5 separate regions of the Zea mays genome follow, and regions 1, 2, 3 and 5 are each linked to region 4. Evidence: chromatin contacts called from public Hi-C data. All regions are on one chromosome and are shown on one strand. The core of a region is the stretch at or near the end of the contact, and the rest is flanking DNA. Distances in the headings are between cores, read along the strand shown. Region 1 holds the start of LOC103650856 (EPIDERMAL PATTERNING FACTOR-like protein 9). Region 2 holds the start of LOC100193045. Region 3 holds the start of LOC100194377. Region 4 holds the start of LOC100285758. Region 5 holds the start of LOC100191186.

Evidence for each region. Hi-C and Micro-C count contacts between places; a contact is called where the count stands out from the background.
Region 1: a Hi-C map of tassel shows a contact between it and region 4, with 5 times the contacts expected there. The contact joins the promoter of LOC103650856 here to the promoter of LOC100285758 in region 4. A contact is called at or near these places in 2 of 25 Hi-C or Micro-C datasets (ear and tassel).
Region 2: a Hi-C map of bundle sheath shows a contact between it and region 4, with 3 times the contacts expected there. The contact joins the promoter of LOC100193045 here to the promoter of LOC100285758 in region 4. A contact is called at or near these places in 2 of 25 Hi-C or Micro-C datasets (bundle sheath and leaf).
Region 3: a contact with region 4 is called in a Hi-C map of ear, with 1.7 times the contacts expected there. The contact joins the promoter of LOC100194377 here to the promoter of LOC100285758 in region 4. A contact is called at or near these places in 2 of 25 Hi-C or Micro-C datasets (ear and tassel).
Region 5: a Hi-C map of endosperm shows a contact between it and region 4, with 3 times the contacts expected there. The contact joins the promoter of LOC100191186 here to the promoter of LOC100285758 in region 4. A contact is called at or near these places in 4 of 25 Hi-C or Micro-C datasets (ear, endosperm, leaf mesophyll and 1 more).

The regions. Positions count from the first base shown.
Region 1 is chr3:164,499,456-164,504,319 of Zm-B73-REFERENCE-NAM-5.0, reverse strand. LOC103650856 (EPIDERMAL PATTERNING FACTOR-like protein 9) reads left to right here and starts at 2,711. Exons shown (of 3, transcript XM_008676450.4): 1 at 2,711-3,036; 2 at 3,180-3,253; 3 at 3,578-4,060. The coding sequence starts at 2,922. The coding sequence ends at 3,760. It also overlaps a transcript of LOC100193045 not described here.
Region 2 is chr3:164,482,825-164,487,928 of Zm-B73-REFERENCE-NAM-5.0, reverse strand. It overlaps LOC100193045, which reads right to left and starts at 3,680. Exons shown (of 1, transcript NM_001138213.1): 1 at 1,866-3,680. The coding sequence starts at 3,654. The coding sequence ends at 1,882.
Region 3 is chr3:163,835,111-163,840,407 of Zm-B73-REFERENCE-NAM-5.0, reverse strand. LOC100194377 reads right to left here and starts at 3,728. Exons shown (of 7, transcript NM_001139411.1): 1 at 3,468-3,728; 2 at 2,725-2,885; 3 at 1,791-1,853; 4 at 1,191-1,310; 5 at 810-1,106. The coding sequence starts at 3,618.
Region 4 is chr3:164,139,238-164,144,058 of Zm-B73-REFERENCE-NAM-5.0, reverse strand. It overlaps LOC100285758, which reads right to left and starts at 1,446. Exons shown (of 6, transcript NM_001158648.2): 1 at 1,327-1,446; 2 at 1,149-1,198; 3 at 40-102. The coding sequence starts at 1,393.
Region 5 is chr3:164,629,585-164,634,169 of Zm-B73-REFERENCE-NAM-5.0, reverse strand. It overlaps LOC100191186, which reads right to left and starts at 2,816. Exons shown (of 4, transcript NM_001196816.1): 1 at 2,715-2,816; 2 at 2,153-2,338; 3 at 1,860-2,024; 4 at 1,211-1,488. The coding sequence starts at 2,720. The coding sequence ends at 1,432.

The DNA of each region.
Region 1 (4,864 bases), core at 1,462-3,961, 360 kb before region 4:
CTGTGTATTTACATAATAGTTTCCGAGTTGAATGAATGTATACTATTGGTTATTGAAAAAGGCTATAATTGTGGAGGTTTACTCCATTTACTTTGCTTAATGGTGTGTATAATAAAGTTATGCCAAATGTTATTATTATATATGAGTTGGATATTTAGCATCCACGACTTTTTCATATTAGTTTTGATTATTTAACATGGCTAGCAGATCTGAATTTAATGCTCAAATTTAATTTAGTTAGAAGTTCTAAATATCATATATATGTGTAATCTAAGCAATTTCGCAAGCCTCACAAAGTTGTGGATGCGAGAAACTTGGCGTTGTGACTAGTTCATTCTGATTTATATGATATCCAATGAAGAATTTATTAAAGGCGGGAGAAGATACTTCACAACTTTTATATATGATTGTACTACATATTGATATATGAATTTAATTAAATCAAAAGACGAAGCATTATATTATTTTAAGACCTAAAAATGAAGTAGAAAATCAACATCAGGAAAAAAAATATGATTAATATTTCATAAGATGGAGAATACTTTTCAGTGAATCATCAGCCTTATCGCTATATCGCTGTCGTCCGCTCCGATCGATCGTCCGCTATTGACGTTATCTTGGTCAGTACCGACCTCCGACTGCGCCACGTCAGCGGTCGAGACCATCCCGCTGGAACCGCCTAGGTCGCAGGCACGGGGACACCTGCTGCATCGAGGGAGGCAGGAGGCTACGCACAGAGTGGTGCCCGGCCTAGAAAGGGCCGCTGGGCCGGTGGTCTCGTGAATCGTGACACAATTTTAACTGGGATCTAACGGAATGACAGCAACTAAAACTTTGTATAATAGCAGCGAAGAAAAAAAAGTTAGATAATTTTTAGGAAAGCACTGTAATTTTTGGTAGCATCGAAGGAATTGATCTGTTTTTTTTTTACCATCCGGCCGAATGCTTCCATTGCTGCCAAATACAACTGGTGTGTGCCCAGCACCAGCAGCGCATCATGCGTCGTGACTCGTGAGACACCCGTGCCTATAGGTTGGTTACCACTCAAAAATAGTTTGACCACATTTTTGACTCGGCTACGGCCTCGTGAGTCGTGACCAGTGGTCCGAGACTGAAGCCTGCCCAGTGCTCAGCTCACATCCATCCACCCACAACATGGCGATATCCTCCACCCAAAAGGGAGCTTGTTCCATTAGCGCTCAATAATTCATAGCAAGTCAAAACCCATTAGATCTAGATAGATCAGAAATAACCAAACAAGATCTAAAGGCTTATTCGGTTCGCTCTAATCTATATAGATTAAGTGGGTTTAAATATCAAGCAAGTCAATTTTTTTATTTTTTTCCAATCCTAATCAATACATATGTAATGAGAATAATCGAACAAGTTGTAAAATATAGAGCAAAAATACCACTGTGGCAGATCCAGAGATTCCAACAACTAATGTCCACGAGACATCACCAGACCGTGGATGGTACGGCTCCGAATATGAAATCCAGAATCCAGATGCAGCAGGCCATGCCTTTGGAGGTCACATGAGGAGACGGACATCGTTGTGGACTGGGCAAGAGCTTGGCCATGCAGAGATGCAGGATCCAGAGCTTGCTCTGGCATTGCCTGGTCACGTACCATTACAGGCTCTGAACAGAGTTTCTCTCTTTATTTGTTGGTTCATTGCCTTCTCTCTCTCTCCAACCACCTTCTCTTGCTAAATAAGAAAAAAGATGTACTTCCTCGGTCTCAAAATATAAAGCGTATATATGATTCAGGATGCACGAGAAGAGGGTATTTTGGGGAGGGCGCAAATGCACAGATCCGGAGCGTGTTTTCGGGCGAAGCGGAGCGGGAGCAACATCTTCGACACCGTTTAGGCCTTGTTCGGTTACATGGGATAAAATCCTACCATGGATTTAATCCGTTTATGGATTGGGTGAATCCATACCTCACACCCAATCCTATGGTGGGATTAAATCCATCAACTAATCCATATATCTCTCAAAGCTAGTTATTCTTTTGATCCATAGATTCTAATGTAAACTTGTGCAATATCTTTATGGATTTATTCCATACCTAATGAGCTATGGATAGAATTCATGTCTTTCATTGTTAAAAAAAAATCACAAACCCTTGGGTTATATTCCATGATGGGTTTAACCGAATAAAAAAATTTAAGTAGTCTTGGATTATTTTGGGGCATGGATTGTGACATGGATTTAATTCCAATCCATGCTAATCCAGAGCTGGATTGGTGTAAACGAACAAAGCCTTAGTAAGTGACGCTGTGAAAAAACTGCTCCTGGAGCTGGTCCAAAAGCGACACCAAACGGGTTAACTTCGCTGATTTCTCTTTCAGGGTTTGAGTGAAGATTTGGAGTTGATTTCTATTCATTTTTTGTCCTGGGAAGAGCCATGTCAACTGTCTTCCTTTCCTGCTGTGCAACACTGAAACACCAAACGCCCAAGCTTTGTATTCGGATCTTGTGCCCGTTAACTTCGATTGTCCTGTAAAAAAAAATTCTTACGTTCAAAATGGGATACAGGAAACAAAAACGCAGAAAGGAACACCTATAACAGACAAAGTGACGCTATGGTAATAATTGAAGCAATGCCCCCCGCAGCTAAGTTTCAGACGCATCTGTTATCCCGTGCGTTCGTGCATACGAGAGGGTGGAGCCACCTGGTGCTGGTGGTCTCCGCAGTCCCCACTGCTCCCCCTCCATACTAGTGTCTCTGCATGGTATGGCACAGGGATATGCATATGCAAGGCATGAGCAGAGTCACAGAGCTGCCACACACAAGCCATTGCACCTGTCTCCCAGTTTATATAACCTCTAACACTTGCTTCCTTATGCTGTTTCTCTGAATCCAAATAAAGCACCATCCCCCCCATTTTCTATCCATTGCTCACTTGAACTAGAGGGATGGCTAATGGTTGCTCCACGACTACCACAAGCTCCCTGCTCCTCTTCTTCCTTCTCTCTTACTTGCTCATCGGTCATGCTCTCTGCAGCCAAGGCCACAATGGCAGAACATCAGGTTCTTCCCTTCCTTGTACAAACACCGAGTTGTTTATTTCCTTTCTTTTTCTTGCATGGGACGAGCCGCTTCTTTCTTTTAGCATTTGCTTCCTGTTCACTTCCACTGATTATTTGCTCATTTCAATCTAATTTGTGGTGAAGGTGCTGATTATGTGGTGCAATATCTCCACCAGGAATTACCTGGTAAACATATAGTTTTGCAGGAGACCGTCAAGGTACCCATCTCTCTTTCAGATGTAGCGATGTAGCGTTCTTCAGGGTTCTAAGTTTCAAAGGCTTGCAGTACCTTTTTATTCTTTTACACATGTATTATGACAGGAAAACTTTGGAAGGACAAAATGTCAACCACTTGCCTCCAACATCCATCACTCCTCTAGTATTACTGGAAAAAAACTTTAGAATTGAAACAAGGAATGAAACTAAAGTTTTTTTTCTAAAAAAAAGTGGAATACAACCTTGCAATAGATTAACCCACAAATTGCTCAGTGACCTTAAAGCAAGTATAGTTAGCGTGATATTTTCACATGCCTTGTTATTAGGGTCTAAACAAAGGCATATTGCCAAAGTATGCACGGAGAATGTTGATCGGCTCAATTGCGCCAATATGCACATACAACGAGTGCAGAGGGTGTCGATTCAAGTGTACTGCTGAGCAAGTCCCAGTGGATGCAAATGACCCCATGAACAGTGCTTACCACTACAAGTGTGTTTGCCACAGGTGATCTTCAATGAGTAGGAGGAGCTTCTATGTTATTGTGTGTCCTGGAGAATAGTAGTATTTTCGCCCGTTTTTGGTTCTCCCTCTCCTTTTCTTTCTATTCTTTGTTTTCTCTGTTGAAAAAGGCTTCTTTGTCTCATTTCTATTTTACAAGAGGTTAGCTAGTAGAGGACTGGAGTCTGGAGGAGCATTTTGTACTTTAAAATGCCTAGCTCAGGTTATGGACTAGTAATTTTGTTAGTATAAATGGTTACCAATTTTGACATCTGAAAGTATGAATGGCCAGCCAATTCAAGTGCATAAATAGTACGGTTGACCTATGGCGACAATGCATCAAGTCTATGAAGTATGAACAAACCTCAAAATGTACCAACTGCTTGAACAGCCTTGGAGATCTAGGCTGGATCTTCTGAGCATCATCAGTTCTTATGGTCATTCATGGCACTCCTCTTTTACATAGTAATAGAAATAACAATCACCTGTACAATTGGGAAGTATGTTAAACTACACAAACCCACAGAAGGAAAGGTGACAAGAATGGAGCTCATGCAGAGGGAATGCTATTGTGGCCAGCATTCAATCAAATTAGACCTCATTTTAAAGATTAATTAACTAAAAAGTTGTCAGAGAAAAGATGTCAAACCGTTACCTGCATCTCTGACTAAAGTGAATATGCATAGTTTCATTCATGTTGTACATTATTATCAGCAGCAAACTTCTGGTGCCAAAAAAGCACGCAGTTTGCAAGTATAAGGCACAAATATGTATATATAACTTCTGTGAGAATTCAGGTAAACTGAGCTCTGTGCATGAGTTGCCACTGCAGGGCCACAACTGCAATGTATATTGTGAGCAGGATATCGGAGTTCCTTGCAGAAGAATTTATTGCTTAAAAGGCCACTGATGATGGTAACCAAAATTTGTTCCTGGCTACTGCTAAGTATGCATTTAAAGTCATTTAAACCCTTTGTGGTTCACCCAATACCAAGACAAGTTTTAGAATACATCAATGTACAAGAAGATTCATCGAAGCCTTGAGATACAGAGGCCCAACAAATAGTCAGTTATTCATCAAAGGCATCCAGAGGGCTGTGTTTGGACTTGGGAG
Region 2 (5,104 bases), core at 2,431-4,930, 340 kb before region 4:
GTACCCTCAAGACGCCTAATTCTCAGCTGGTAACCCCCATCAGCATAAAGCTGCAAAGGCCTGATGGGTACGATTAAGTCAGGGATCAGTCCACACGAGTGACTCGATCACGCTTCACCCGAGCCTAGCCTCGGCCAAGGGCAGCCGACCTCGAGAGACTTTCGTCTCGCCCGAGGCCCCCTTTTTATGGCGGACACATCACCGGCTCGCCCGAGGCCTTGGCTTCGCTCAGAAGCAACCTTGACTAAATCGTCACACCGACTGACCAAATTGCAGGGGCATTTAACGCAAAGGTGGCCTGACACCTTCATCCTGACACGCGCCCCCGGCAGAGCCGAAGTGACCGCCGTCACTCCACCGCTCCACTGGCCAGTCTGACAGAAGGACAGCGCCGCCTGCGCCACTCCGACTGCAGTGCCACTCGACAGAGTGAGTCTGACAGGCAGTCAGGCCTTGCCAAAGGCACCACGGCGAACTCCGCTCCGCCCGACCCCAGGGCTCGGACTCGGGCTAAGACCCGGAAGACGGCGAACTCCGCTCCGCCCGACCCCAGGGCTCGGACTCGGGCTAAGACCCGGAAGACGGCGAACTCCGCTCCGCCCGACCCCAGGGCTCGGACTCGGGCTAAGACCCGGAAGACGGCGAACTCCGCTCCGCCCGACCCCAGGGCTCGGACTCGGGCTAAGACCCGGAAGACGACGAAACTCCGCCTCGCCCGACCCCAGGGCTCGGACTCCGCCCTGGCCTCGGCCGAACGACTTCCGCCTCGCCCGACCCCATGGCTCGGGCTCGGCCACGGCAACGGAAGGCAGACTCAACCTCGGCTTCGGAGGAACCCCCACGTCGCCCTGCCTAGGGCACAGACCGCCACGTCAACAGGAAGCGCCATCATCATCCTACCCCGAATCGACTCGGGTCACGGAGAACAAGACCGGCGTCCCATCCGGCCAGCTCCGCCGGAGGGGCAATGATGGCGCTCCACAAGCTCTATGACGACGGCGGCCCCCAGCTCTCTTACGGAAGCAGGACGACGTCAGCAGGGACTCGACCGCTCCAACAGCTGTCCCTCCGCCAGGCTCCGCCGCACCTCCGACAGCCACGACATCACGCCAGCAGGGTGCCCAGATCTCTCCGGCTGCCACATTGGCATGTACCTAGGGCGCTAGCTCGCCCTCCGCTAGACACGTAGCACTCTGCTACACCCCCCATTGTACACCTGGATCCTCTCCTTACGACTATAAAAGGGAGGACCAGGGCCTTCTTAGAGAAGGTTGGCCGCGCGGGACCGAGGACGGGACAGGCGCTCTCTTGGGGCCGCTCGCCTCCCTCACCCGCGTGGACGCTTGTAACCCCCCTACTGCAAGCGCACCTGACCTGGGCGCGGGACGAACACGAAGGCCGCGGGACTTCCACCTCTCTCACGCTCGACTCCGGCCACCTCGCCTCTCCCCCCTTCGCGCTCGCCCACGCGCTCGACCCATCTGGGCTGGGGCACGCAGCACACTCACTCGTCGGCTTAGGGACCCCCCTGTCTCGAAACGCCGACACCATTACGTCCTTTAAAACTGACTAAAATGACTAAATAACTGAAGCCTCAAATACAAAGCATCTTCATTCAATCACATCTTGAGTCACCACTGTGCAGGCAAGTCAAGAAAAAATAATAAAATGGACCACACATGGATACTCATCGATCCAGTGTTGTTTGAGTTGGTACCTGCTTGTGCTTGAGCTGGAAACCTCAGGGTTGAAAAATAACACATTACCATCAGAGCTACGAACCATCAGATGTAATTATAATTTGGTCATGTGCATGTTTAGGATGTTAAAACAACATACACCATGGTGAAGGATTTCACAAAATTGGTAGACAAAGGAGCATCAAATAGATGCCACCATGTTAGACAAATTCCACAGCATCAAGTACATTTCATCCTTACAAATATATGAGCCAACTCCATTCACAAACTCATGTATTTCACCATCCACTTCAATCACACTCCGTCCAATATCCTTTCTCATTCCCTCATCACTCATCAATTTCCTAATCCTCAAAACATCACCCCACATTCCTTCATCAGCATAGATATTTGACAGAAGGACATAGACTCCAGAATCATCAGCTCCAAGATCTGCAAGACGTTCCACTGATAACTCAGCCAGCTCAACACAACTGTGGCTTCGACAGGCAGCAAGAAGAGATCCCCACAATTCTGGAGTTGGTTCCATGGGCATTGTCTCTATAGCATGCCTGGCCTGATCCAAACGGCCAGCACGACCAAGTAGATCAACCAATGCACCATAATGTTCTACCTTGGGATCTATCCCAAAATCCTTTTTCATTCTGTGAAATATCTCTAAACCCTCTGAGACCAACCCAGCATGTGTGCAAGCAGTCAGCATGCCAAGTACACTAAGATCATCCACTGCAACACTTTCAGCCTCCATTCGATGGAACAGCGTGACAGCATCCAGACCAAAACCATGAGTTCCAAGTCCAACAATCATCACATTCCAAGTGACTACACTCCGCTCGGCCATGCTTTCAAAGATCAACATGGCAAGATCCAAGCACCCACATTTCACGTACATATCTATCAAAGCTGTTTGCACCACAACATCAGACAGCAGCTTCTTCTTTTCCAAGTAAGAGTGAAGCCATCTTCCTTGCTCCAAAGCGCCCAGCTGAGCACAAGCACTGACAGCTCCCACGGCAGCGATCCTATCAGGCCTTAAGCCACACCGTAGCATACTCTGAAAATACTCCAAAGCCTCCTTTGCCTCTCCACAACTGACATGCCCATCAATGACAATGCTCCACGAGATCACATTCCGCTCCGGCATTTCCTCGAACAGTGACCTCGCCTCATCCATCCTACCATGCCTGGCATAACCATCGATCATTGAGTTCCAGCACACCAAATCCCTCTCAGGCATTTGATCAAACAACTCGCGTGCACGGTCCACACCAGCACCGCCTTGCTTCCCATACCCGTCGATCAAGGTCGCCCACGAGAACGTGTCCTTCTGCGGCATTTCGTCAAACATCTCCTGCGCGAGCCCCATCTCCCCGCACCCAACGTACCCAGCGACCATGGAGTTCCACGAGACGAGATCCCGCGAAACGCCGCCTGCCTCGTCGAACACCTTCCTGCCCGAGCGGATGTCCAGGATCCTACAGTAGAAGCTGATGAGCGCGTTCACCGTGAAGAGGTCCGCGGCCAGCCCCCTCCTCACGGCCTCGGCGTGAACTAGGAGTCCGGCCCTGCAGCCAGGCGCGCAGCCGCAGGCCTTGAGGACCGCGGGGAACGTGTAGGCGTCGGGCCGCACGCCGCAACGGCGCATCCGCGCGAAGTAGAGCAGCGCGGCGCGGGGGCGCGCCGGGGCATGGAGGCGGATGGCTGTGTTCCAGGCGAATGGGTCGCGGGCGGCGGGCAGCGGGAGTCGCGCGAAGACGACGTCCGCGAGCGCGGCGGCGCTGGGGACGGACGCGAGGGCGAGGAGGAGGTGGTTGGAGAGGCGCAGCGGGGACGCGGCGAGGTGGCCCGAGGTGAGGAGGAGGGCGTGGCACTGGAGCGCGTGGGAGGCGGACCTGCACGCACGGAGGCGGGAGAGGAGCGTTGGCAGTGCAACGGCGGGACAGGGAGGCCGCATCGATCAGCCTCAGACATGACCGTTCCAGACGAAGCCAAAGTGTAGCCGTGTAGGAGCCTAGGAGAAGAGCAGGAGACGAATCAGACGATGAGTGAGTGAGTGACTTCCACAGCCGAACCGAAGCCCGAGGGATTCTTTGGTGGGCTAGCTATTGATGGGCCTTAACGAGCCCGTTTCTACCGCGGCTTGGGTATAGCACCGACGATCGGTATCAAAGAACGAGCGCCGTGCTTGAGCGGAGCGCGGCTTCTTTTTAGTCCCACCTCGGTGGCTTTGACCGCTCATTGCCGGAGAAAGGCTAAGAAGTGTAGTCTATTCTTAGCAGTTTAATATCTGATATTTGATATGTAGACTATGTGTTCACTTTGATATTAAATTTATTTTTTATTTATATGGGAGAGGATCCATTACAGTAGCTACATTGCACTACTATCTGAGCCTGTACCCCAACCAACTCAATGAAATTAAAAAATAAAATTTCTTGTCAATTTGAAACAAACCTTAAAATCTAATCTAAATCACTTTGGAAAGTGTCGCTGGCGTACCCCAACCAACTCGAAATGAAATTTAAAATTAAAATTACTTGCCAATTTGAAACAAAACTTAAAATCTAAATAACTTTGGAAAGCGTCGTTGTAAGTGCACTACTGGGCCAGCCCTTGAACCCCAACCAAACCAATTCCTAAATCTTTATCGACTTTAGGCTGTCTCCAGCAATAACCACTAAATTTAGCTAGATGGTCTGGTACGCTAAATTGCGGACGAGGACATGCGCAATGCGTCCAACAACATTCGTTATATGGCGCGCGCTAAATTTTAGCGCTCGTGACATGCGTGATGGGTCCAACAACATTCGGTATATGGCGCGCGCTAAATTTTAGCGCTCGTTCGGGAGACGCCAAACGTAGAGGCTGTCGAGCGTCCGCTACACGTCGACCGTTCCTCTCTCCCGCGCTATTGAAGTATCCGCTTTCTCTCCGTGATAGGCACCGTGCTACCGCCCCGGCCCCGCCAGAGACGTTCGGCCTCGCTGTGCTGGTTTCCGCCGGCCAAGGCGAGGTCCTCAACGGCAGCGTCGTGAGGGCCGCCGTCGCCGCCGGGCCGTCATGATCTTTGCCATGACCTTCGCGAACGCCATCTTGCTCGGCCGGGCAAGATGTGCAGCCGTAGCTACCAATGGCGTCCTCCTAACATCCTCCGCCATGGGCGGGGGCTATAATAGCCACCGCTCGGCTCTGTACCTGCGGGGAGAGAGAACTGCTGATAGTCGCCTAGAGGGGGGTGAATAGGGCGAAACTGAAATTTACAAATATAAACACAACTACAAGCCGGGTTAGCGTTAGAAATATAAACGAGTCCGCAAGAGAGGGCGCAAAACAAATCACAAGCGAATAATGAAGTGTGTGACACGCGGATTTGTTTTACCGAGGTTCGGTTCTTTCAAACCTAC
Region 3 (5,297 bases), core at 2,479-4,978, 310 kb after region 4:
CCATACACAGCGGCATCGAAGCCCATGTGAGAACGACCGCGACCGGGGCTGAACCTTAGACCTATGCTTTGACGTGGGACAGACGGGGGATTTTTTGAACCACAACCTGAAATTCGCTCTCACGTGGAGTCGAACTCAAGACCTGAGGAGTGCTACTCAGACCACCTAACCAACTCGGCTAAGAGCATCTCCAACAATGTCTCAAACTAGTGCCTCAAATTGAAATATAGGGCTCTACACAAGAAAAATCACTCCAACAGTGTCTCAATTCAACAAATTTTGTCAAAAAACTATAGGGCACCTTCTCAAGTGCCTCAAATATACTACACCGTAGTGGGCTGCCCTATAATCTAGATTTAGGGCTTTACTGTTGGAGCGAAGTGTTTTGTTGGTGCCCTAAATTCTATAAAATTTACTTATTTTTAAATTATAAAGCATTTTTATAGGTCACGTTGTTGGAGATGCTCTAAAGGCCCTTTCGCGTCAACCAAGAAAAAGACATTTCCAAAAGTAAAACTTCATCTCCAAAAGTAAAACTTCTAACACACTGCACCAAATTTATGTCAATCCTAAATACCTACTCTGATAATTGATGTAAGAACAGGTTTCAGTGTCACAAACTATATATATTAGAGAAAATGCATTGCCTGATATACAATTTGCACGCAGTCAAATAAGCATGGGAAAAAAGTTTGAATCAGTACAGACATCCGCTCCCTGTTCCTCTAGGGAATCTCTAGGAAAAAAGATAACGTGATTGCTTTATAATTGTAAAAATTACACTGCATTAATGTACCAAATGAACTTACAGTATATGAATTCCAGCTCTGCATTTGAACAAGGCCCTGAGGTACAATCATCGGCGCATAATTTGAAGGACTTTGCCACCTAGGGCTTGGTATAAAAGAAGCTCGTGGAAAAGCCCAGCTTGGCATAGTTCCAGTATAGGACTGCGGACCAGCACTCGCAGAGGAATGTACAGAGGTATAAATAGGAGAACCACGTGACGAAGGCACCACATTGAAAAGTTCCGGATGGTGGAATTTACAAGTATTTGCATATTTACAGTGTCCTGTTTTTAAATAATATGCACACTCCTTTTCATTCTACAGAAGCAAAGTGGACTTCTTTTCAGCAAAACAAACAGACATATGTAGAAGAGGAGATATAAATGGCAACGGAAGACAAACCGGGCGGAGTGGATATCCTGATGTGTTTAGCTGCACCCTCCCTGCAATTCCAGCCTTTTCCCTGGGATGGTGAAATTTGCATGTAGGGCCAAACTTGCATGTTCCAGTCTTCAGATAATACTACAGGAAAAAAGATCAGTAATTTTCAGCTTCAATACTTGCACAGCATGACATATAAGCTAAAGCACTCAATGGATTGTGTGATCAAAGATGTAGATCTGGTGAAATGTCAAGACTAACAGAAATAGCCAGATGTCTAATGTAAGAGTACAATTACGAACAAGATTGTCCTTCAGGAATCTGAAGACAATAGTTCAGAGTTCTTTTCTACCTGTGGGCATGTGTTCACCAATATGCCTACTACATCTCTAGAACCTTGCATTCTTTGCAAAAACTACAAGAATATGCTATCTGCATTGATATTCTTGTCTCTACTTTTTATTATTCAAACTATAATTGAAAGTGTATGGGTCATATAAGCAATTTCTTAAAATCATCGTACAGGAACCAAAGCACTTCAACCAAAAAAAGACATTTCCAAAAGTAAAACTTCTATGGCTCGTGTTTCTGAAGGACAGAAGAGTCAGTTATAATAGTTACCTGACACTCTGGCTGTCCCGCTCTCTCAGGATATTCTCCCTTCATTCTGGCAGAGGCAATAGCCTAAAATTAAACAGATTCAACCTAACTTGAGAACAAAAAATGGGATATGAAGTAAAAAAAACGAGTACTCAAATAAAGACATAAATTTGCATAGAAGCACCAACCAATGTAAAGCATCACTAAAGAACACAAATATCACAGCTCACAAGGGTAACAAAAAAAATCGAACTATGGGATAAACAGCTGCCTCTGTTCTATTAACTTTGCTAATGTGGAGTTGGGTGTTGGGCTATTGTCGCAGACTAGCCAATAAGTCATTGCCACAAACAGTAGTTCATAAACTATGCTTCAAAGATCATATGACCATTTAAAATTAAAATATTAAAGAAACGGGCAGCACCAGGTCACGTGGGACAAATCACAGAGAGTTTGCCAATAATAGAACGGATATGAAGATGGGGCACAAGGCAAAATAATCATATTGACAACACTGCAGGCCTAAAAACAGATTTTTCGGGATTATTTTTACAAATTGTGTTATCTGCAACAGAACACACATACTAGCAGGTTAACAGAGACTTCGAACTGACAAACACCTTAGACAAAATATTATCATCATCCTACTGGAACCAATATCTTTGTATGTTTTCCTGTGGGAAAAGGGTTAAATACCAATAGTGATCATATAGACACATCATCACATATTTTCTTTTCAAACATTGCTTCTTGCATTTTGTTCCTTGATGCAACTGAAACACATCAGAAAGGGAAATGCCTTTGGTTCGAGGATAAATATTCTTCCAACCGCATATGGTCCATAACAATGCTGCTAATGTACATAACAACAATGACATTGGATAATGGAAAAAACATCTGGTGATTCAAAGCAATACGACAAATAATCACAGTTTGGAAAGGCGGGGATATTCACCAGATTCCTATCCGGAGGATGATTGAATCGGCAGCTCATGCCAAATCGACACAATCCAGTCCTGAGATAGTAAGTGCAGTCGGGTTCACCTGGTCGCTCAGGATATGACCCAGGTTGCATAGTGGCACCGCTGTCCATGGCCATTTGTTGCCACATCCCCTCTGCAATCAACATTGCACATACACTTACTTACTACTTTACTTAATTATAAACCACTATAATTTATAACAAACTAATATCAACAATGTGCAGTGTGAAATTTTCACTTTAGGTCTCTTTGAGAAATGAAATCACCCACATTTCGCACCGAAGGTATTCATGCAACGAATAACAAAATCATCAACACTTAGCTACGGTTATAACAAAATCCTAACGAAGCATCCGCTGAATCTAGACTATACGCTAGAAAGGTAGAAACCTTCTAAACTAATAACAGCCTCGCGGTGTAGCCCAATCCAGTGTCACGGCAAAAAAAAAACAATGGGCCCAATTTCACGACGACGTGAAGATCACCAAACCATGATACGTATAACACAAGAGGAATCGGGATTAACAACCCATGGTTCACAAATAGAGTACTCCAGGCGCAGCCAGTGATTCCACGGAAGAAAGGAAAAAAAACGTAAAAACAGAGCACCTGGGTGAACTTTAACCTACACGGGAAATTGAGCACCGAACCCCCAATTCCCCCCAACCGCGACACGAGCTGAAGCGCGAGCGGAGAGAGAAGCGTAATCCCTAACCTTCATAGAGCGCGTCGGGGTCGGGGGAGGACCTGTCGACGGCAGCAGTGGCTGAGGGTTGGGGAGGGGCGGGCGCGGCGGTGGCGGAGGCGGAGGCGGAGGCGGTCACCGCCACGGGAGCGTGTGGTGGTGGCCTTCCGGCGTCGTCCATCGGCGGAGCGCGGCGGTGTGTGCGTCCATCACGCGATCACGGAGGCGGGAGGAGCTGCTGCTGCCGCCGCCATCCGGCCCGGAGCTCCGGCGAGAGAGGGGAGCAGCGAGTGATCGGTGTGGAGGAATAGAATAAGGGAGAGGGGGGCCATGCCCCCTCGTCGTATATTTATTATTTCTCTCTCCTCTTTCGACGATGCGGTTTGCTACGTGCACTCGCGCGTTTAGCCGCGCCTGCTCCTCCTCCTGGCCTGGTGTTCGATCTAAAAAAATCGAGCACGGAAAATGAAAGGTAAAGAAACACTGGTCGGTCACCTATACTTTATACTTCCGATAAAGAAGTACAAACTTAGGAAAAACAAAGTACAGAAACTTGCTGGTACGAGTATCAATTCTATTAAGTACTAACTCTGTTCATTCGTCTTATTCAAAATATTTATATTCACAATATGATACTATTGACTTTTTTCGAAAACTTTAATCACTCATTTTATTTAAAAATGTAAGAAATTAAATCAAGCACAAACACCTTAAATGATAAAACAAATCAAAAAAAAGTAAATGATAACTCATTATTTCTTGAATAATATGAGTGGTCAAAGTTTTTAAAAAAATCAATAGTATCATATATTTATGAACGAAGGGAATAGTATACTATGCTAGTCCTCTAGAATTTTAGACATTTTCAATTTTCATAGACGAACATATATTTTTTTGTGCATATTCAAGTTTGTACTCATCAAACATGTCTATAGTGAAAATTGAATACCATAGCCATTAGGAAGGTACTGGTGTGTCCGGTGCAGTGAGTTGTTGCCTGGACTGTGTTAAGTGGGGTGTAACATTTAGTTTCACCGCTAGCGATCTCATTAGACATAGAGTGAACTATTTGCATCCACCACCCTCATTGGAATTAGTTAGGTCATATGAGAATTTAATGCTTGTTACTCTTTGGTAGTCATTAATACCTAAAATGGTGGCTAGATGGCGATCAAAAGTGTGATGATCACATGAAGAGTTTGTAGGTGACCCAACTCGGTATTGTATATGGTTGTGAGCGGTTCATCGTGTCGGAGCGGTGAAGTAGCAGCTCGTAGAAAATATTTGGTTCTTGCGTGGACCAAGAGGGATCGATCAAACAAGGATTAGCAGAGAGTGCCAAGTCTCCAGAGGAGTCCGATAATCCTTTGTTTACTATACATATTTACATTGAAGCGGTTCAATTGAAGCCTTTTCATTTGGAATTGAAAATTAGCTAGAGTGCAAAACTCTTTATCACGTCATTAATCACTTGAGTGGAGTTTGGCCTTGTGTTTAGAATTTAATTTGTGCAAGAAAGCCTAACTCACTCATGTATCAAATATTTTGACCATTTCACAATGGTACCCTTGCACGACGATAATTGATTGTGTCGCTACTTGTCTCTATCACATCATGATGTGAACTAAACTTTCCATTAAAACAATCATCGTTAAATAAAGAGTATGTTAGACTGTAATGCTTGTAGAGTTAAGTCTGAAATATGGGGGATAGGGATGTATAAAATGATGGAAATAGTCTTATGTTGCTACCAATGCTACGTGTCTCTGTAGTCAAAGTGTCAAGTATCACCAACTCACCGTACTATTAGGCCTTGTTCGTTTACGTCGGATTGCACCCGAAATCGTTGAAGCTAATTAA
Region 4 (4,821 bases), core at 197-2,696:
TAGAGCAAGGCTAAAAAAGCATACAGATCAGGTACTTACACGATAGTGAACCTTAATTTTGTCTCCTTTGTGTGCTTGCAGCGTACATGACTCAGGCTTGTACTGAAAGGAAGACAAGCAAGAGAAAAATCAATGCCACACAGAACAAAAGGATACCTCCTTTCAAAATGTAATAACAAGAAAACCACAGCCTGTTCTCATTGTTTCATTGTACGGTAATTGTGTAACAATAAGCAGAAGCTGATGACATGCAGTTCTCCACTATCACAATCCCTAACTAACACGTTGGATTGTAACCAAATATTATATTTCTCACTATCATGATCCAATGATTCTTAGTTTTCTGTTTGAACTTTGAACTTTGAGGCATTGTTTGGGTACTCTAGTATTCACCCCTAATTTACACCCTAATCCACCTCAACAAATGTGGATTGGGGTGAATACTAGAGTACCCAAACAAGGCCTGAAGGGGAAGCGATAACCCATAACAGAGGGTATATATATCCTTTGGAGAAGGCCCTAAACAGACAACTTCAGCAGCATTACAATGGTTATCCCTTAAGAGGACCAACTGTGACCGGAGGCCATCAACCATCACCCAGCGTGGTCTAGAATCTTGATATAAGGTACTAGTCCGATAAAGTTCTTTTCCAGAGGTAGCAATATGCAGGGAGACCATCTTTAACACAGGCTAGCCGAGGAAATTTTAGATTAGACCTCTTCTAGATTGACTGTTTGAGCATCGACTACATGAATTTGACTAGCAGAACAGTACCACAATCGTTTCCTGTATTCATCTTTGAGTGACACATATAAAATTCAAGTGAAACTCATTCGATGACTCAAGAATGTTGCGTTAAAGGGGAAGAAAAGGCTACAGATTTTGCAGTCGCAGATCCGTGTGTAGCTCGATATACTAGAATCATCGAAGCCGACCCCTTTCTGAGTTTGAACTCTGCCATCCTTTACTAAGAGATTTCAACTGACGCCCACGAAATGGGAGTCTACAGACTTTTTCGAAGGCACTAATTCACAAAATATTTTTTGCTAAATGAAGAAACCGGCGAATCCAAGATCCGCCAGAATCCGCGAAGACAGCAAACAATTAAACTGGCGAGGAGAGTTGACCGCGGTTACGGAGCACAGACCTTGACGCCGATCTGAAGCTCGGTGACGTCGCCGGACTTCTTGGCCGACGCTGCATACAAATCACAAGCAATGGTTTCAAAAGGAGAGCACGTCAAGGCAAACGGGAAGGAGCAAGGCTGTGAGGGGCGGACGGCTCTGACAAGGCGATCGAGTTTAGAGGTAAAGACCCTGCGTCACCTGTCAGGAGGATGGCCGCGGCGGCGACGGCGGCCACGAGGCAGATCAGCTGCCGCATCTTCCCCATCGCGCTCTCTCCTGCTCGACACAGTCGCTCGCTGGAACCTTCGAGACTTCGACTTCACCAGTGCCGTCCAACAGACGACCGTACGTATTTTGGGTTGGAACCGCTTCTCTGTGGGCTCCTGGCCCTGCCGCATTGTAAGGCCCATTTTTGATAGGGTTGGAGACGTCCACTTTCTTGCTGGGCTGCAAACTTCTCCATGGCCTGAGACTGAGAGGCTGCGACATTGTGAAGGAATGGATACGATTGTTTAGCACGAGTAGGTACGCGGGCGGGATCAACGTATATTTAGTTTAGGAGAGTCGGGTCATGTATCTATTCTATTATTATTTTTGGTAGAATCGCCACATTCTTCATACCTATAATAATTAGGGTTAATTATGATTATGTCTTTCTCTTATCTTACAATTATGATTTTATCCATCATTTTCCAACTTTGTGATTCTACCCCTGTGTTTTGAAAACGAAGTTGTCATTTACCCTAACACTATTAGTGAATATCAGAATGAGTGATTAAAAAATAAAAGGTTAAAATCATGATTACATAATCACAATTAATCCTGAAAATTTTAATATTTTTTTAGGATTAATTGTGATTATACATTTCTGTCACCTTGCAATTGTGATTGGTGGTAGCTGCGCGGAGGATGAAGCAGCCCCGTCGCTTAGGAGGGCTAAAATGGGCGACCGCACAGGGCCCCTATTTTTTGGAGGCCTCCATTTCACGTATATGTATTGTATACTAGCAGCTCAGTCAGCCCATATCCCATCCGATTCTAACTAGTCTAGCCTCTCTCGGTTGGTGGCTTCCATAGGAAGGCAAAGAAACACGCGGCCGCGTACCTGCCCCTTTGGCTTCCATCGCAAAACATCCCTGTCGCCCTGCCATCACCAGCGGCAGCGCCGACATCGCCGTTGAAGAGAATCACCGGCAGCAACGTGTACAGGCTACAGCATCATCACCCTGTCTCCCGCGTGAAGCCAAGTCCAAGTTGCTTTGCTCTGAATTAACTAGCAAGCACGCCAGGCAAGTTCTTTCAACTTTTTTAATCGGCTCTATGCTCTCAGCCTTCAACATGATATATTTGATCCAATCTACACAAGAATCATTTAGGGTAACTATATTGCTTAGATGAGACCCCTGAAGATACTTTTATTGCTTCACAATCTGCACAAGAATCATTTAGGGTAACTTATTTTCTTGCTATTGTTGATCAAGCGATCACGTCACTGACTAGAAGATTTGGGGGCTGTTTGGACAGGCACCTACGGCGCCGCACCACGCCTAAGGTGTGGCGGCCGATTCGGGCGCCACACCCGCGGCGTTTGAAGTGTGACGCGGTGTGGCGGCCGATTCGGGCGCCACACCCGCGGCGTTCGAAGTGTGACGCGGTGTGGCGCCCGGGGCAGGCTTCCAAACAGGCCTTTGAACAATACCAGGGGTATGAAAAGACTTTTGGTTTCTTGTTTACTTCATATAAGTTGCGCTCTTTGGATGATAAGAGATTATTTTCTTGTTCTATGAATCTTGAGGCTACACTCAAAAGTGGAGAACATTCAGATATTGAAGGAAAAGAATTGTTTGTGGAGTTAAAACTCATCCGAGATTTAATTAAGGAATCTATGGGCCCTCTTGACATTTTGAAGCATGTGAAACATTTAGGGTGTTTTCCAATATTGTTATTGCATACCGAATTTTGTTAACAGTTCCTGTAACCGTTGCATCTGCGGAAAGAGTTTTTCTAAACTCAAGTTGGTCAAAACCTATTTGCATTCTACCATGACACAAGAAATACTAGAAATTGAAAGTGATCTGTTGGAGCAGATTAAGTACGAAGATCTAATCGAAGATTTTACCTCAAGAAATACTAGAAGGATTTTTGAAAGGGAAATGTGCCCTTGGGCAATTTCTATTATGTTTTGGTGATTAAGTACACAAACACATTTAATTAGGTTCTTATGTGCTAAATGAAGAGAGAAGTGCAAATCATATTACAAGGTACGTTTCTAGACTTAGTACATTGTTTCGAGTACTAACATATTTTGTCTAAGTACTAGAAACAGGAAGAAAAGAAACCAAAAAGACTTGGCTCGGTGCAGCCAAAACTTAGCTCAGTCTGGCACACCAGACTGTCCGATGGTGTAGGCTGGTCTCCGGTGAACAGGCCGCTCTCGAGAAAAGTTTGGCGGCGTACGACTATAATTTACCGGACTGTCCGGTGAGCCAATGGTCACCAGCGCAACGGTCGGCCGCGCAATTCGCGCGCGACGCGTGGCCCGCGCCAACGGTCGGCAGGGGGCACCGGACTGTCCGGTGCGCCAACCAGCCCGGAGCTGCAACGGTCGTCTGCACCAGAAAAGGAAGGAGATCGGCACCGGACCGTTTATAGTGACTGTCCGGTGCGCCACTCGACAGAAGACAAGGATAACCTTCCTTGTTGATCTTCAACGGCTCCTAGCTGCCTTGGGGCTATAAAAGGGACCCCTAGGCGCATGGAGGAGCTACCTAAGCATTCACTAAGCATCCTAAGACTCCAAGATTCCAACTTCACGCATTTGATTCTTTGTGTTTGCATTTTGAGCTCCATTTGAGTTGTGAACTCCGTGTGTTGCATTTCAAGCTCAAGTCGTGACTTGTGTGTGTGGTTGTGCTGCGTATTTTAGTCTTGTGTGTGTTGCTCTTCCCAACCTTACTCTTGTGCGTTCTTTGTGATCAATCTTGTAAGGGCGAGAGGCTCCAACTTGTGGAGATTCCTCGCAAATGGGAAGAAGACTATAAGCAAGAAAGTCGTGGTATTCAAGTTGATCATTGGAACACTTGAAAGGGGTTGAGTGCAACCCTCGTCCATTGGGACGCCACAACATGGAAGTAGGCAAGTGTTACTTGGCTGAACCACGGGATAAAATCGCATGTCTCTTGTGTTGCTCCTCTCTATGATTATTTGTGTTTGTAAGAGCTCGTTTCAAACTACTTAGCCATACTAACACTTATAACTAAGTTTTGTGGCTATTAGTATTTGATTTTTACAGGATCACCTATTCACCCCCCTCTAGGTGCTCTCAATTGGTATCGGAGCCGTTCTCTTCACGTAAGGGACTAATCGCCCGAAGAGATGGATCCTAAGGGAAAGGGGATGGTGGTCAATGACAAGGAGAAGGAGTCCTTCCTCAATGAGCCTAGAGACGACAAGCCTACAACTCAGACTCAAGTCACAAGAAGAGGATTGGGAAGAAGAGGCGCATCAAGAAAATCGTCTACTACGACAGCGATGCCTCTTCATCTTCACCAAGAGACGACGACTCATCATCGAAAAAGAAAACAGCTAATCAAAATTATTCATTTGATTATTCCTGTATTCCATTCAATTCTAATGCTCATTTACTATCAATTCCACTTGGGAAACCTCCGCACTTTGATGGAGAAGACTACT
Region 5 (4,585 bases), core at 1,567-4,066, 490 kb before region 4:
TATTTATTTTTGCTGCTCACCAGGTTTTGCGCGCTCTCTAGGTTTCGAGGATCCACCGACGCAATCTCGGTGGGAACTCACCAGGTTTCACGCGCTCACATGATTGGGGAAGTTTTTATCCTCGCGTGTTTTTCCGGGTCGCGCATAAATGCGGCTCACGAACGGGCCTATGTTGGAGCACGAACCAGCAGAGTTTACCCCCAAAACTGGTTTTGGGGAGTTTTAACATGGTCTCTTGGAGATGCTCCCTGCTATGTAAAGGCTTAGGTGCCATTTGGCTCATGAAATGTAACGTAAATGGTAGTGGTAACGATTTACACTCAAATATCGGCGGTAACAAGTTTCAATAAGGCGGTATCCATTTGTAGCGTGATATCGATTACGGTTGGACTTAACAAACACGATTTAACGTTATTGGTAACACATTATGTTACCAACATGTGAACAAAACGGCACCTTAGGGTTATGTTGTCTAATCTCAACTACCATGTAAATCATTCTTATGTACATCTCTATATATATAGATGAGTACAACCCTCATGAGAATATTGTTTTTTGCCACTTTTAACATGGTACTAGATCATGATTTTTTTTCCTAATTTACTGTCACACATCCTTTTCTTCCTCCTCCCATATCGGATGTTATTGCTTCTATGTTATGCTCAGCTTGACCAACTAAATCTAATCTCGTCAAAGCTTTCGGAATATATTGGTGGGTCCAATGCTGAATGCCCTCTGAGACAAAGATCGCGGCATCAACGGTCACAAAGGAAGGAGGGGATGAGAGGTATGATCTCCAATATCTTGAATCGAAGCGCTCAGAGTACTTATTTTCGGAATTTACTTATAGGTTTAATCTTTTTTTTTAGCCCAAATCTCACGTTCTCCTCCGGGGCTCACAAAGGAAGGAGGGGATGAGAGAAACGAAAGGTTGTGGCAAGTTTGAACTAGCTCCACATATTATTAATGCCCAGTGACACTATCCTAGTAAAGCGTGAGAGATAAGGAGAGAGAAGAGAAAAGATAAACGGGAACATGGGATGCAGGACCAGGAAAGTTGTCGTACATTGATGACTAGCTTGAATAGGGGTTTACAGACAGGGGTGCCCTTGGTTACAGACAAGCTTGCCTGAACCATTCAACTTGGGCTAACAAGTCTTGCTGAACACATTAGTTAATGAAGGTCCAATTCGTACCTGTGAAAGACAATAAGGCTGAATTTATACATTTTCAGAATCAAACAGCCCTTAGTCAGGCACTGAAGCAACCGTAGGAAAGATGGAATGCAAGCTAGTGTTACATTCAAACGAGTGCAGAAGCAGTAGTAAGTTTCCATTAATCTCATATTAGCGTAGACAACTATACAACTCTCTCCAGAGCACCAAGCAAGCGAACTTTCAAGAAACTTATTAAGCTCTGCATCTCTCACTATCAGGCGATGCAGCCCAAGCCGAGGCACCCTCCAAGCAAATTCCTCAGCAGCTTCTTCTGCAGAACGAAGAACAGGTCATGAGAATAAAATCCTCGCCTAAAATCTCGCTTGAATTTACAGTCCAGCTTTATCGCTCATGGCCTTTGACAAAAGGCCGTCCAAATGCTGTGAAAAAAATGAAGCGCTTAAGCTTCTTTCTTTTTGAAAAAAAGGTCACATCTTTGGCAAATGTAGATGTTCTATCTAATGCTATCCAAACAAAAGCTACTTGCAAAGGGGTCAGCTTAGGCTAGATAAAGGACAGTCACATGACGAGAACTAGACAAAAGGTAAAACCCCACTTAGCTACACGTTGGGTGCATGCAGCGAGAGACGCACTGATCTGAGAGCAAACTAGCTAGGGAGGATTTGATTACAGGGCACTTGCCTTCTTCACCTTGCAGAGAAGCTGCGGGGAGATCTTGTACAGGTCCTCGTCCACAGCTCCCTTGGGCTTCCACTTGTGCTGCTCGCTCACGCAGCGCCTCCTGCGTCCCTTCCTCGCCGCCGGCGGCACAGCGGTTTCTTTCTCCCCCTTCACTCGAACAACGCACTGCACAGGACAGGCATCGGACACAGAATTGTCAGTACCACCTTTGTTAACTAGTGCAGACTGCACGGCACGGAGTATGAAACAGTGCTGGGGAGTTGATGAAAGAAATGGATGCAGTGCTCTTTCACCTTCTTGTAGCCGTAGGGCTTGGCAGGCAACTGGGGCACCTTGAAGAGATCCGCGTCGCCCTTCTCCGCCGGCGCCGCGAAGAAGAAGGCCCCTGCCTGGAAGTACTGGGTGACGGGCATGTCGCCGTCCCACACGTTCCAGTCGCCGAACGCCGGGATCTGCCGCCACTTGCAGTCGTCTTGCGCCTGGCAGAAAACGAAACGAAACTTTTTTTTTACTCCACTGGTGGTGGGCGACTGAACAGTACGACTGAAGAATGCAATACAGTTTCGTGTAATCTTCTTCTCTGGAAGTTTGGAAGCAAAAGAAAAAAAAAACTGTATGTGAATGTAGGACACGTACGTGCTTGTTTGAAAAGAAAACAAACACTGTTACGGCAATACTATATATTTCAGATTCACAGTAGGTAAGATAACTAGTCTACTATGTATATGTAAAACGAGCATGTTCCAACTGTCATGGCTTGTTTCTCTGTTAGCAAGGACATGGCGTATAGTTTAGTTTCGCTGTTGCAAAAAAACAAGAGAAGAAGCCCAACAAAGACACGCATTCTCGGCTCACCTCCATCTCGCTCGCAGTTGCCGAAGAAGGTGCCGAGGTGCGAGAAGAGGCGGAGGAGCAGAGGAAAGAACTGAGCACCAAGCGAGGGCAGTCAAAGCTGGGGTTGGAATTGGGCAGCGGAGCACAGGGGTTCCTCCTCTATACATAGCCGAAAGGCCTGTCCGAAGAGAATGTGGGGGCACACGTACCCGAACTTTTCAGAAAGCCCTCGAGGAAAAGCGAGCGCCCAAAGCAGCAGCTAGCGTTCAATGAGCCGAGCCCGGGCAGGCAGGCAATGAGTATCAATACCCCACCCCAGTCACAAGAGTTTACTCATGCCGCAGCCGTGCCGACTTTTATATTAGATTCTTTTTCCCCAAAAAAGTTTACGTTCACATATTTGATGAGACCATTAGCACTTGTTTGGTTGCATAGAGATAGGAGGGGATTGAAGGTGGTATAATCCTTTACTACTTATTTTGACTTACAAGGAATTATATGCCACTCAATACCCTCCAATCTCCATGCAACAACCAAACAATCCATTAACACGGGTATAACCATGTGGAGAGATGTCGTGATCTATAACACTGAAGTTATACGGTTTAACGCCAGTCACAGTCTACAGTTCGAGCTCCAATTTAAACCGTCTCATCCCGTTTGAGATGGACCTCATTTATTTCTCGTACCACCGACTGACTATGAGGGTCTAGGTTGGAGTCAGGGTCGGAACTGGGGCAGCGATCGATGAGCATATATATAGGCGCGTACTTCTTTCGTCCATAAATGTTGGCCGTTCTTATTTTTCGAGGAGTCAAACATTTTTAACTTTGACCACATTTAGGGGGTGTTTGGTTTGTAGGGACTAATGTTTAGTCCCATCATTTTATTCCATTTTAGACTATAAATTGCCAAATTTAGAAATTAGAATAGAGTTTTAGTTTCTATATTTAGCAATTTTGCAACTAAAATGGAATAAAATGTAGGGACTAAAAATTAGTCCCTATAAACCAAACACCCCCTTATATAAGAAAATAGAATGTTTATAGTACATAATTAGTATCGTTAGATAGATCTTTGAATCTACTTTTATAGTAAAATTTTTCGAAGATATAAATGTTGCTAATATATTTTATAAATCCAGTTAAATTTCAGAAAGTTTGAGCCATACGAATACCGTAGTGACAAATATATGTGGACGGAGAGAGTAGGACGGAGAAGAGAGGAAGAGCAAGCGGCAACCAGAAAACGGAGGCACGGCAATACAGGGTTGAAACATCATCACCAAGACATATGACACGGATCTAGGCATACGTTATTTTTTAAAAAAAAGAGTCAAAATAAAAACAATCGGGCAGCCGTGCATGGTGTGTGCAGGAGGGGCAGGCCTGGCCACCAGCCCTCGCTTTCCGAGTTGCTAGTGTCCATAGCGCTAGCGCAGTGATGATGCTCGTCTTTTCTGTGGTCGCTGCCTGCCCTCAGTCACCTCTGTCTGTCTCTCAAATCTCGGTCTCTCTACCTGTGTCCACTGTCCAGTAACGACTGTAAAGTTGCCGGCTTTTGGCACCAAGTCCTTGCCACCGCACACGATGGTAGACAATGAGTGCGTGTGTGTGCGTGCCCTGTCGCGCGCGTGCCCTTGTCGAACTCGAACACACTTACACGCACCCGAGGATGGGCGCCGCTCGTCGCGCTCGCCTCCGTCCCGTCCGGCGCCCGACACCCGGCCGGCGGGTGGCTCTCCTCGATCAGCCAGCCGCGGCTCTCAAGGCCGGAAGGCCGCCGCCCGCGCATGGTGTGGGGAGCGGCAAAAGGCACCCACTTTTTGCACGGACGGAACCATGGCAAAACCACACAACAATGATTCCTGCGGTTCCGCCCCGTTGCACGCC